Regions from separate parts of the Sus scrofa genome. Here region 1 is linked to region 2. Evidence: chromatin contacts called from public Hi-C data. All regions are on one chromosome and are shown on one strand. Each heading gives the region's core, a stretch centred on a gene start, on an enhancer-like site or on the middle of the called end of the contact. The rest is flanking DNA. Distances are from core to core; before and after follow the strand shown.

Region 1 (6,284 bases), core at 1,163-3,662, 280 kb after region 2:
GTGGATTGGGGATTTAAATTCTGGCCTGTTAGACTCCAAAAATGTGTGTTGGGATTAGAAGTGCCTGTCTTATAATAGCCCATATACTTAGACATTATTTTATCTAGTCTAGCTCTTAATACATGATGTCAAAAGTGAGCGGGTACTTGTGCTATATAAAACTTATCATAATTATAGTCAAGTGTGTGTGAAAAAATACTTAGGCATGATTCTAATGAGTAAAAAGGATATATGTAGGATTACCTTACCTGTTCCTAAGATATTAAAAACATAAAAGTTGTTTAAATTTTATGATTCTTAAAATTCATCACTCCCCCCACCCCCAAGGAAAAAAGTTAAATAACATAGTTTAGAATAGAGTCAACTACATATGAATATAAAAAATCCCTGTCAAGGTGAAATAAAATTATTTGGAAAGGAAACATTATAATAATCTGAGAAAAGTATGTGTTAAAATGGAAAAAGCATGAAACTGATAATTTAGAATATATATTTAGAATATATGCACTGAAGTCAAGTGTGGAATGAAACATCCTCATCAAAGGTATATACTCCAGTAAAATTTATTTATCTTGGTTATACTTTAAGGCCTTAAGGAGTTCCTACTGTGGTGCAGCAGAAAGGAATCCTACTAGTATCTATGAGGATGCATGTTTGATCCCTGGCCTTGATCAGTGGGTTAGGGATCTGACATTACCGTGAGCTGTGGTGTAGGTCGAAGATGTGGCTTGGATCCCACGTTGCTGTGGCTGTGGTGTAAGCAGCCGACTGTAGCTCTGATTTGACTCCTAGCCTGGGAACCTCCATATGCTGCAAGTGTGGCCCTAAAAAGCAAAAATAAAATAAGGCCTTAAAAAAATCCTATTGAAGCAATCAATGATGATTTATCTATCTTTTGGTGGTTTCATTAAGATTTTTCAAAAAGTACTTGAAAACAAGCAGTACTAAAGAAAAGCAATAGTCTGATCATGATAAATATGTCAAGTATAAGTCCCAGAAAATACTAAAAATGAACATATTAATTAGACCCTTCTCCTCTGTGCTCATGGTTGATCAATAAAAACAGGCATTATTTATGAAGAAAAGACTCAATTTCATTCAGGTTTTACAGTAATCTTTACACCAGACTTTATAAGAAAAGTGTTTTGTTCATTCATCCTGTTTCTTAAATGCAGATGAAAACAAATGGGAAGGATACCTACACATCTATTGAAGAAGCAAAAATAAAAATAAAAATAAATGGACAAAACCAAGGCTAGTGACATTTAAGGATAAATAACAATTATTTATTGTTAGTCTGTTTAAAAAAAAATGTTAGAAGGGTCCAGTCTTTCTAAATAGTGATATAGTACACAAAATGAGATCTGTAAAATTCATGTTATTTTTTTCATCTTGTAATACCATTTTTGACATATGGTATTATGGAAAAAGCTTTTTTTCATAATGTTTCTAGTTGCATAATTTATATTTAGTCAATAACAAAAACCTACCTCCAATTTTCAATAGCCAAGCAAAAATACTTTTTCAATATGAATTTATATTTTCACTATTGAGATTTCTTAGATAATATCTAAAATGTGCTTCTAAGTGATCAGGAATACCAAATGTACACGATGCTTACATTAACGTAAAATAACTCGTTAAAAATGGTAAAGGTTCTATACAGATCTTCTTTCTGGGTACCAGTTTCTTTGTAAAATGAAGGTGTGGGACAAAATGACCTCTGGCACTGATTCTTTGAAGTCTATGAACCAAGGATAGCAAGAGGTGATAGATTCTTACAATTATTTTTTTATGGCCATATAAAGTTACCCTATTTCTCCCCCACCCTAACTTGACTGATATTTGATTGATACTTGACTAAAAACTAATGTGTTGAGCACAGTGCCCAGTCTGTAGGATTTCAGTAAGTGGATGATAGGTAGATGGATGTTTTAATGACTGGTCCTCTGACAGTTTTTTATTTCTTCAAAAATTTTTCCAGCTGTATTGAAGCATAATTGATGTTAACTAGTTTTTATTTCTTTTGTAATGCTGGTTAAATAAGGAACAAATGATACTCGTGAGTATTTCTTTCTGGTTAGCCTTTTATGTAAATGAAATAATATCTTAACATTTATTAATTAAAGTAGTAGTATTACTTTTCTAAGCATTTTTCTCAGATTATTTAATCATGGTAATCTTATTAGGTAATAATTACCCTCAGTTTATGGATGTAAAACCTAATGTGCAATAAGGTTAAGCAACCTACTCAAAGTTAGCTAGCAGTTTAAAGGAGGCTAGACTTTGAGCCTGCTTTCATACCTTCTGCTTTCTCATAACTCTGCTCATACCTCATTGCTCTGGACTTGGATAGGTTCTGATAGGTCTTGAGACTCTGTAGCTTGGACAAGAATGTGGGTCAGGCAGTTCAACATGTTGTTTTGGGAACCCACACCAATTAAAAAAACTGGTCAGGACTTGGAACAGTGAAGGAATCTAGGCTAGGCATCATCATTTAGAAAAAAAAAAGACAAATGCTGGGATTGTTCTAAACGAAAAATGATGAGTTTGGCCAACAAATCTTGGTTCCAAGTATCAACTTTAATAGGGATGTTCAGGATTCCTTTGGCATTATTTTCCATTTCTACCACTAAATTTCTGGCTTATAAGAAGCATCTACCTTTTGAACTGCTGGGGGATAAGATATCAACTCTTCAGATGAGATAGAGCCTCTGTATTCCTTGGGCTTTGAGTTTTTCTCAGTCACTTTTGGGAAGCAGCACCTTTATTATTTTTTTGGACTGGGTCATTGCATTAGTGCTGCATTCTTTTGAGTACCTTGGCTCTTGTGTCCATTTTATTTCCCATGTTATAACCAGAGCTCTCAGGTTGTTAATCTCAAATTGGGGCCCTGCCTTTTCTTCCCTCATTAGATTTTTATACCTTGGAAAGATATACTCTTTTTTTTTTTTTCCCCCTTGTTTTTTGGCAACCCCCACAGTATATGGAGTTCCCAGGCCAGGGATTGCATCTGAGCCAGAGTTGTGACCTATGCCACAGCTGCGGCAATACCAGATCCTTAACTCACTGTGCTAGCCAAGGGATTGAATCTCCATCCCTGCAGCTGCAGAGACACCCTTGATCTCATTGTGCCACAGCAGGAATTCCAACATATGTTCTTTTATTTATTATTATTATTATTATATTGCCACACCCACAGCATATGGAAGTTCCCAGGCCAGAGATCAAGTCTGAGCTGCAGCTGCAAGCCAAGGAAGCTCTGGCAACACCAGATTGCAGAAACTCCAGCATATGCTTTTTTATGTGGGTCACCATGAGTACATAAAAGGTGATGCCATCGCTAGCATATGGTTGTGCACAACAGTAATAGACAAGTATTGCTTTAGATTAAAATCCTAACAGTTCCCTAGAGAGCAGAGACTGAGTGTACTTAAAATATAGAGTTAAAATCCAAAACACTGACACTCTGAAAAGCATATGTGGGTAGTCAGTTCAGGGTAGTACATTAGAATTCAGATTTCTTGAGTAAAGCTATTGTCAATCCTGAGGCAATAAACAGGCAGCAGGGGTCAGGAAACAAATTTATAGGCCAGTGATTCTACTGTCCTCTTTGCCACAGCATTGTCAATATTTTCCTATCCACATTTGGGTTTATGCCAAGGAGGAATTCTTTAGTTGGATGTTTTAGAAATTCTAAACCATATTTCAGGACTGTTTATATTTGAAAAGTGTTAGTGTTTGAAAAGCGGTAATCAGTAGAATATAGTCTTGCAGAACAGACTATCAATAAATTCTTAAACTGCTATTTTTTTAAAAGGGCGTGTTAAGACTGTGTCCTATAAAATGAGCCTTGATGTTTTGGGGATTCTTCTGGCTTTGTGTTGTCAACAGTGTACTTGCTGTGTGAGCTGTCAGACACATCTGAGGCCCAGAAAACTCCCCAGTGCTAGATTAACAAAGCACCCCACCACCCTTATCCACATATCACATAAGGGGGCAGTATATAATTTTTGGTGAAGTTCCCTTATTTGATCTTCCCTCAAATTGATAGGCAAAAATGAATTTTGTTTTAAGGGTCCGTTCCGTATTTGTGTTTGTGAGAGTGATAGTTGAACACGGTCTTGGTGAATAAGACTGATTTTAAGTCAAATACTTTCAAATATCTTTCCATCTAATCCCTCAGATAGTCTAAAGTAATTTAGAAAATGAAATTCATTCATGAATGATCCCTGTGTTGCCATTTGAGTCTGTGTTCTGAGAATTTGCTAAAAGCTTTGTGTTCATTTACTCACTTAATCCTTCATTTTAATCCTATAATGTAAGAACTGTTATCTTCATTTTATAGGTGAGAACACTGAAGTGTCCATAGTGTTTTTTCATAATGAGTGGCGTAGATAGTCATGCTACAGATTCAGATTTCTGCTCTAAAATTTGTGTTCTTTACTCCTATGGTTATATTACTCTAATGAAGAGGTTTAAAGGAGGGGTAATGCATGAAAAATATTTGTTGTGTGCTTTTTCTCCTTCTTACTTGTTGAGTTCATCACAGACTATGTTCAAGTAATGTGTAATAAATATAATAGAGGAGATAAAGCATCTACTTCTTTATTTTGTAATCATTTATCGAGATTTAACATCATCTTCTAGGGAGCTCCCTGGAGGTCTAGTGGTTAGGATTTGGTACTTGCACTACTGAGGTAATTAGTTTAAAAAAAATCCTCTTCTAATTAGCACAACAATATGAATCAGCTATACTTTAATTAAAAATGTGCAAGAAAAAAGTAATCTTCTTGCAGTAACCTTCATTCATCCTATATTTTGATAGGGTTCTCCAAACTTGTGTATAAAGAGAGTCTGTTAAAGTACTCAAATAAAAATCTTACTTTGTGTCTTTTTTTTCTTTCTATTAAAGATTCCTACTTTGTGTTTGTATTAGAAATTACAAAATACATTGTTTTTTATTCCTTGGTGGTTAATAAAATGGCAGTGTCTACAATTTATCGTTTCTTAAATTCAATGAAATAATAGAGTTAACATGTAGAAAATTAGAGAGTAAACAAATAGATACATATTAGGGATAGGTGCTTATTTATTATTTACTTGATTAAGAGTATGTAATCAAAATTTTTTCAAATTTTATCTCCCCTGCTTAGAATTTTTAAATTTCCCATCATCTTACCAGGTATGCTCTTGCCAATATAGGTGCCATCCAAGTGTCTTTTCCCAAGGCATTCTAGTGTGGACCATTTTAGGATTGTTGAGGCAGGTAAACTCCCATCAGGTGATCAACATAGGTATTACAGAGAGTTTTGTTTTGTAGTGCCCATTTCAGTGTTTTGTAGATTTCATTTGGCTTTAGACCCATTCCTTGAAATTCTTCCTCTGAACATTTTGTCTGTTTGTCATCTGAATTCTTCTGAATTATTATTATTTAGCCAGTGAGCATTCAAACACTAATGCCATTCTTTATACTGTGTTTTTTCATCTTATACCTTTCCCTCATCTCTTGTTGATTATCGTTTCCAGCATTACAGGGCTCACTTTGTATTCTCTACAGTTATTCCCACTGTTATTCATCATTTTCTCATCACTTTTTAAAATGATCTAGGATTTTATTTCTGTTGACTACGCATTTTTTATTTTTACTGCTTTTGTGTTTGTTAAACACGATAGAACCAGTCATCTTATTAAAACTCCAGATATTGGAGTGGCCGCGTGTGACCACCTGCGCCATCTGTTGGTAGCTGGTAGAGTTGATTCTTTTGCTCTAGAGATTTTTCTTTCTTACAATGAAAATTTGAAAGTTGAAAATTCATAAATAAAGAGTTTTCTATGTTTTTTTTTTCCCCCCTTTTTTAGGGCCGTACCCGTGGCATATGGAAGTTCCCAGCCAGGAGTCCAATCAGAGCTACAGCCGCTGGCCTACACACAGCAACATCAATACCAGATCCGAGCCACATCTGCAACCTACTTATTCCACAGCTCACAGCAATCCTGGATCTTTAACCCACTGAACAGGGCCAGGGATCAAACCCGCATCCTCATGGATACTAATCCAGCTCGTTACCACCAAACTACAAAGGAAACTCTGCTTTCTGTGTTTTAATACAGATGAAAATTTTATATGGTTTTGTAATGAGATTCTCTGTGTAATTAAAAGTAAAGCTCTCATTGTTTGTAACCATAGTATTGAAGCGTTCTTAAAATTTTTTCTAAAAAGGTAACAGTACGGTTGTATGTAAAGGTCTCATACAGTACTTCAAAACAGCACAATAAAGAGG
Region 2 (6,521 bases), core at 2,155-4,654:
GCTGCCCCCGAGGCATATGAAAGTTCCCAGGCTAGGTGTCGAATCAGACCTGCAGTTGCTGGTTCCGGGCCACAGCCACAGCAACACGGGATCTGAGCCGTGTCTTCGACCTACACCACAGCTCATGGCAACACTGGATCCCTAACCCACTGGGCAAGGCCAGGGATCAAACCCGCGTCCTCATGGGTACTAGTCAAGTTCATTAATCGCTGAGCCATGACGGGAACTGCAGTATGCAAACTTTCGAGATGGCTTTTTTTCACTCAGCATAAAGGCCTTGAGAGACATCTGAGTTATTGCAAATATCAATAGTTCATTCCTTTCTATTGCTGAATAATATTCCGCAGTATGGGTGTACCACAATTTTTTTAATCCATCCTCTAATTGAGGAACATTTAGGTTGTTTCCAGTTTGGGGTAATTATGAATAAAGCCACAATAGACATTCATGTACAGGTTTTTGTATGACCATTACTTTTTATTTCTCTGGAATAAAGGCCCACAAGTACAACTGTGTATCACGTTTTTTGTGACATCATTTCACTACGTATATTCTCTATTTGTGGTAGGCAGCATGTGAGAGGGGCAGGAAGTATTGGGCCTTGAAGAAACACCCCAGAATTTGGATTTTGCTCCATCACCCACAGCAGGCAATGGTCTCAGTTCAGGCCTCTGTAAAATGGGTGTGTTTAACACAACACTCAGGTTCATGAGGCAGACAGATAAACATAGGCAACAGTGTGACAGATGGTAGGAGTTTTACAAATGCAGATTTCCTTCCTTGCATCCCCTGTGGTTCTCAGCACAGTGCCCACGAGGACATGGAAGGTGTGGGATCAAGGAAGGAAGCTGGGGGTGGGGGGGTGGGACTGGCAAAGAACGAACAGAGCCCAGCTGGGGTTTCTGAACAGGTGGGCGGGCTCACAGACTCCACACACAGTCAGGATCTGGCCTAGAAAGGAGGCCGACTACTTGGCTGGATTGGAATCCCTTCTCAGAGTGGCAGGTGGCAGGTGCATGCTGCCTGGTTAGCAGGTGCTTGTGGCTGGCAGTGTCAACAGAGGCTCAGAATTGTTGGAGAGCTCGCCTCTCCATTGTCCCCACATTCCACCAGAGGCCAGGGAAGAGAGCCCATCTCTTCCATTGTGGGTTGTCTAGAATTAACTAATATTTGCTATGAGCATTTACTATGCACATAGACCCTGTGCATAAAACATCCACACAACAGAAAGAGACTTTCATTCTCATATTACACATGGGAGAAAAAAGTCTCAGAGAGGCAATATTAGTTGCCCAGCCCTATCTGACCTCAACCCCCTTGATTTGGTCCCTGTGCTGCACCACTCCAGAACAACCAATCTCCTCTATCTGTCACCTGCATGGCATCACAGCAACCCTTTCCCTCCTCTACCATCCTAGTAGAAGGAACCAATGTAGTTCCCATCCTAGTACTGGGAACTAATGTAGCCCTAAACCCCTCCTTGAGAGTAAGAATAAGCCTTGCCCTGTGGTTGGATGTATAAATGAGGACTCTTTTTACTACATTAACAAATACTCAACTCAATCTGACTTATATCGAAATGAAAATATATTGGCTTCATTAACCAAAATGTTCAGGGAAATTAGTTTTAGGCACAGCTGGATCCAGGTGCCCAAACGTTATCAGAAATCTGTCTCTCTCTTTTAGCTCATCTTTGTTTGTTTGTTTCTTGTTTTGACTTCATTGGGTTTTGTTTTGTTTTGTTTTTTGCTTTTTAGGGCCGCACCAGTGGCATGTGGAAGTTCCCAGGCTAGGGGTGGAATCAGAGCTGTAGCTGCTGGCCTCCACTTGACTTCATTGTTTAATAGCAAGAATGGTCATCATCAGCTCCAAGGCTGCCTCCTATAAGTTTAGCAATCTCAGTGAGAAAAGAGAGCCCCTATTCCCAGAGAGTTCCTATCATGGTCCCAGGATTGACCATCACCGGACCTCATGTGCATGACATGCCCAGTCCCGATCAGTCACTGTGTAGCCAGGAGAATGGGAATCACAGATTGGCCAGGCCTGGGAACACGTGTCCACCTCCAGAGTTGGGGACAAGGGATCCTCTTCCATCTAGAGTAAGGCTGTGAGGGTGGGATGATACCCCAAAGGAAAAAAATGGATGGTATTACCAGGAGATAAAATGGTATCTGGGGAGTTCCCTTTGTGGTGCAGTGGAAACAGATCTGACTAGTATCCATAAGGATGCCAGTTCAATCCCTGGGCTCACTTAGGGGTTAAGGATCCAGCGTTGCTGTGAGCTGTGGTGTAGGTCACAGATGCGGCTTGGATCTGGTGTTGCTGTGGCTGTGGTGTAGGATGGCAGCTGTAGCTCCAATTTGACCCCTAGCCTGGGAACCTCCATATACCAAGAGTGCAGCCCTAAAAAAAAAAAGAATCTGGACAGGAGTTCCCTGGTGGCTCAGCAGGTTAAGGATCCAGCATTGCCACTGCTGTGGCTTTGGTTACTGCTATAGCACGGGTTCTATCTCTGGCCTAGGAACTTCGGCATGTTGTGAGCACAACCAAGAAAAAAAAACGTATGTGGACAAACCAAACAAACAACATAGAATGTCTCCTCCTGCCCCTCTCACCCCAAAACATTTCAGCTGCATTACATCTCTACCTGTGCCAATTTGGAAAGGGGGAGATTCCCTGTGGTGAGTGATGCTGGAAAAATTACCAGTGGCCCTAGGAGACCAAATAGGAGCCACCAGACATTTCAAGGGCAGCGGTTTGGGAAAGACAAGCTTTCAGGGCGTGTGAAGCTTGACGTTATCTATTTTGTTATCTCTATAGAAGCTTTCTTTCTCCATTCTAATGACTTCAGCTCTTCAGAGGTATTGAAATTGGAAACTTCACATTGAGAGGCCAATTGCCAGAAGCTCACAAGTCAGAGAACTTGATTCCTTCTTTGCCTTGAACCTGGAATAGAGGTAGGGAAAAGTCAGGGGTCCCCCAACCTCTTATGACTGTTTCTTTAGCTTTGGAGTCAAGATCACAGCCAAAGACTTCCACTAGCTGGCTCAAAGAGTTTGGGTCAGGCTGGGGCTTCTCAGAAACCACCAAGCTGCAGAGGTTCATGAAATCCCCATAGCTTACTTGGAATTCACAGCTTTCCCTCATGTCATTTTTTGTTCAAAACCCCAGTCAACCCTAAGTAAAGGGACAGAGCCGCCACACAGAGAACAAAATGCTCTTCCGCTCTGAGCCCTTCAGCTCTGGCTGTACATGAGCACTTTTTTTTTTCCCGTAACACAGGAAATTCAGAAAACCAGCACCAGCTCACTTTTTTTAAAAAGGGGACTCACACATACAAGAAATAATAATAAAACCTTTTCAAACTAGTCCAGAAACTTGCCCACAGCACTTCTGGCCACGTTTGGGCTGGGCCTTTGTGACGTCACGCTAGCAATCAGCCAATGGGCCGGTGGCTCCAAGTTCCTAATCTGCATATTGCCTTGCATTGGTTCAAATTTCAGGACCATCTGTATTGTGGTGGTTTCTTTATATTCAAGGTTACCCACATCAGGCAGAGGGACAAACTCCACTCCTGGCCTTTCTTGCCCAAGGATCAGAATCAAGACAGTCAGTCCTTTCTGGGAAAGGGGCCTCGTGGAGGTTATGAAATCCAGTGGGGTGTGGAAGGAGAAAGTGTTGGCAGTCCAGAAGGGATGGAAGCAGGAGGTGGCTCCTTGACCCCGTCCTTCCTTTCCTGACTCCACCAGCACCTCCCTTGCATTTCCCAAGTGATTTAATTATCTATTCTTTGTCTCAAGGACTGTCAGCCCCGAAATTTGGGTGAGGAGAAATCAGACACAGGTTATTTAAATTATTATGCCTGATTTTATCTTGCTGACTGGTAGCTCAGGCATGTGAATTGAACATGCAAATGTGAGCACAACAACATGCATAATTTAAGAGCCTCAAATTAACAAAGGGGAAACAATTGAGTAATCTTACTGCTTTCTCTGAAGCCCAGTTTTCCGAGACTGTTGTAACTTTTTTTTCCCAGCTGTCTGAAAGGAGGACTTGGAAAACAGAAGGATTTGAAGCAGAAGGGTGTATGTAGCTACTGATGGCAAAGAAAAGAAAGTAGGAAGATTTCGATATTAAAATGTAGTTACATTTCACTTAGGTATCATTTAATTTGGATCTGGTGTAAATAATCTCAAACAAGCTTCCCTTTACTTTGTGCTATCAACAAATATGGCATCTGGGAGTTCCCGTCGTGGCGCAGTGGTTAAGGAATCCGACTAGGAACCATGAGGTTGCGGGTTCGGTCCCTGCCCTTGCTCAGTGGGTTAACGATCCGGCGTTGCCGCGAGCTGTGGTGTAGGTTGCAGACGAGGCTCGGATCCCGCGTTGCTGTGGCTCTGGCGTAGGCTGGTGGCTACAGCTCCGATTGGACCCCTAGCCTGGGAACCTCCATATGCCGTGGGAGCGGCCCAAGAAATAGCAACAACAACAACAACAAAGACAAAAAGACAAAAAAAAAAAAAAAAACAACAACAACAAAAAAAACAAATATGGCATCTGATAGAGCTCTGTTTCTCAACTCCCAAGGTTTTGATTTGACAGGTCTAGGCAGAAATAAAGACATTTAAACAGGTATCCCAAGTGTTTTCTGCCAGAAGAGGACTACACTTGAGAAGCTCTGTCTTGATTTTTAAATATTTACCCCAATGGTCTTCACAAACTATTGAAATAGCTCAGCAACTGAAATACTTTAGCATGAAAATTATCTCTTTGATTGTCTACTATACCCAAAAGCTGTGCAGAAACCCCTACTCTAAACACTCAAAGAACTGAACCTGACACAGGAGCCACCCTAACTATGAAGAGAGGTGGAACAATCATGACAATGTGTGTTGAGGACCTCATACCACAGGGCTTAACTGATCAAGGGCTGCAGTGCTGGTTCTGATATTGCCGGAGATGCTGCTCCCAGCCCACGATTGAGCACAGCAGCTGTACTCCAAGGGCCTTGCCAAGCCTTCCCTAGATGCGCAGTGGTCTAGGATGCTTCCCACAAGACCTTCCTTCCCTCTCTTCTTCACTGGGGCTCTGATGGTCCTCCTAACTTCCCTGACTCCATCCCTGGTTTTTCTCACATGAACCTTTCCCCTAAGAAGAAACTTCTGCTTTGAATCCCATCAGGTTTTGACAAAGAACTTAATAGTATAACAGAGGTGGCATTTTTGGACCTTCTTTTATTGAGATGCTACTTCCCCTGCACTTTGTCCACCTTATATTCTAAGAGGAAGAGCAGAATGAATATCATCTCAAGAATGCAGATCATATGATGTAGGGGAAGCCCATCCAGACAGGAAGAGGAAGGGCAAGCACTTTCTTGAGGACTCTAGGCATCATTTTATGAAAACAATTATGTTCTATTACCAAATAAGCCTCATATATTCATATAAGTAGACCCCTCCCCCACTTCCCTATGCTCCTTCTTTTGCAACTATACTTTCTTCCAGGTAATTAAATCATTTCTTTCCAAATAAATTCTAGCATTTGAACCATTTACTCGATTAGACTTTCTCTCCTCACACAGTTCAAATTAGTGAGTTCAGATTTCCAGGTACCATGCTGTGAGTATTAGCTAAGAATAGGCGAGTGAGGGAGAGGGGGAACAAACATTACTTTTATGGCATTTATTTTACTCTTTTCTTTAGCATGGTCTGATGCCAGAACTTCCATACTGCTTTGTCTCTTGGTTTCTCATCTCATGGAGGCACAAGCTCATCTTCCTTCTAATTTTTTTTCTTAGAATCAGAGAACTCTTTCAAAACCCTTGTCCCCATTATCTCGGAGCAGAATTTACCATCACTGTGTTTTCAGTAATTTCTCCAACTCTTTCCTTTTAGGCAGAAACACAACTTTTGTGCTGGAGCAGTACTGCTTTGGAGGGAGGTAGCTTGATATCCAGAGCCTGGTTACCAGATCAGCTCCTGTGGCACTGGTGGTTGCCATTGTTGGACCATCAGTGCTTTCCCCTCCCTGCCCCCCCCCACCCCAGAGGAGGAAGTAGCTCTGATTTCCAGGGTAGGGAACTCTGGGGCAGTAATTCCCTGGGGTTTCCATTTGAACTCATTTGGTGTCTGGCACCATTTTTTATCTCCTTTATTCCAGTTCTGATTTCTCCTTGTTGGGAGGTGCTGTGATGGTTCACAGAGCTCTCATCCTTATGTTTTGGCTCTAAACACATTGCATTGCAATTGCCTGTTTACATGTCTGTCTCTCTGAGAGGTTTTCATGCAATGAAACTATGTATGTCCAGGTGGGAATTAAATCCCTCAGGCCTGGTACAGTGCCTGCCACATAGTAGGTATTTGATAAATGTTTGATGAAGGAAAGCTGTCAAGAGAGATCAGGAAAGGCTGGGGTTGGGGACCTAAGCAGATCCACAGGTGTAGACATTCTACTCTCATGCCTGAGGCCAGATGGACCCAGGGGAAGAAGGCTACAAGATGCTATGGACATAGGTTCCTAGA

Evidence for each region. A called contact is a pair of places that touch in the nucleus more often than the background predicts.
Region 1: a contact with region 2 is called in a Hi-C map of skeletal muscle, with 6 times the contacts expected there. The contact joins two enhancer-like sites. A contact is called at or near these places in 1 of 47 Hi-C or Micro-C datasets (skeletal muscle) and 1 of 2 datasets of contacts at active chromatin or transcription factors (alveolar macrophages).

The regions. Positions count from the first base shown.
Region 1 is chr14:36,269,374-36,275,657 of Sscrofa11.1, forward strand. The region is part of intron 4 of MED13L (mediator of RNA polymerase II transcription subunit 13-like); the gene reads left to right. Among named protein-coding and RNA genes, the nearest start is that of MED13L, 210 kb to the left of the region's middle. Within about 2 kb of position 2,413, at least 2 of the 83 cell types and tissues checked have an H3K27ac peak or open chromatin away from gene starts, as enhancers often do. A contact at or near this core is called in alveolar macrophages and skeletal muscle, where this site is marked.
Region 2 is chr14:35,990,442-35,996,962 of Sscrofa11.1, forward strand. All of the region lies in intron 5 of C14H12orf49 (UPF0454 protein C12orf49 homolog), which reads left to right. Among named protein-coding and RNA genes, the nearest start is that of MED13L, 68 kb to the right of the region's middle. Within about 2 kb of position 3,405, at least 38 of the 83 cell types and tissues checked have an H3K27ac peak or open chromatin away from gene starts, as enhancers often do. A contact at or near this core is called in alveolar macrophages and skeletal muscle, where this site is marked.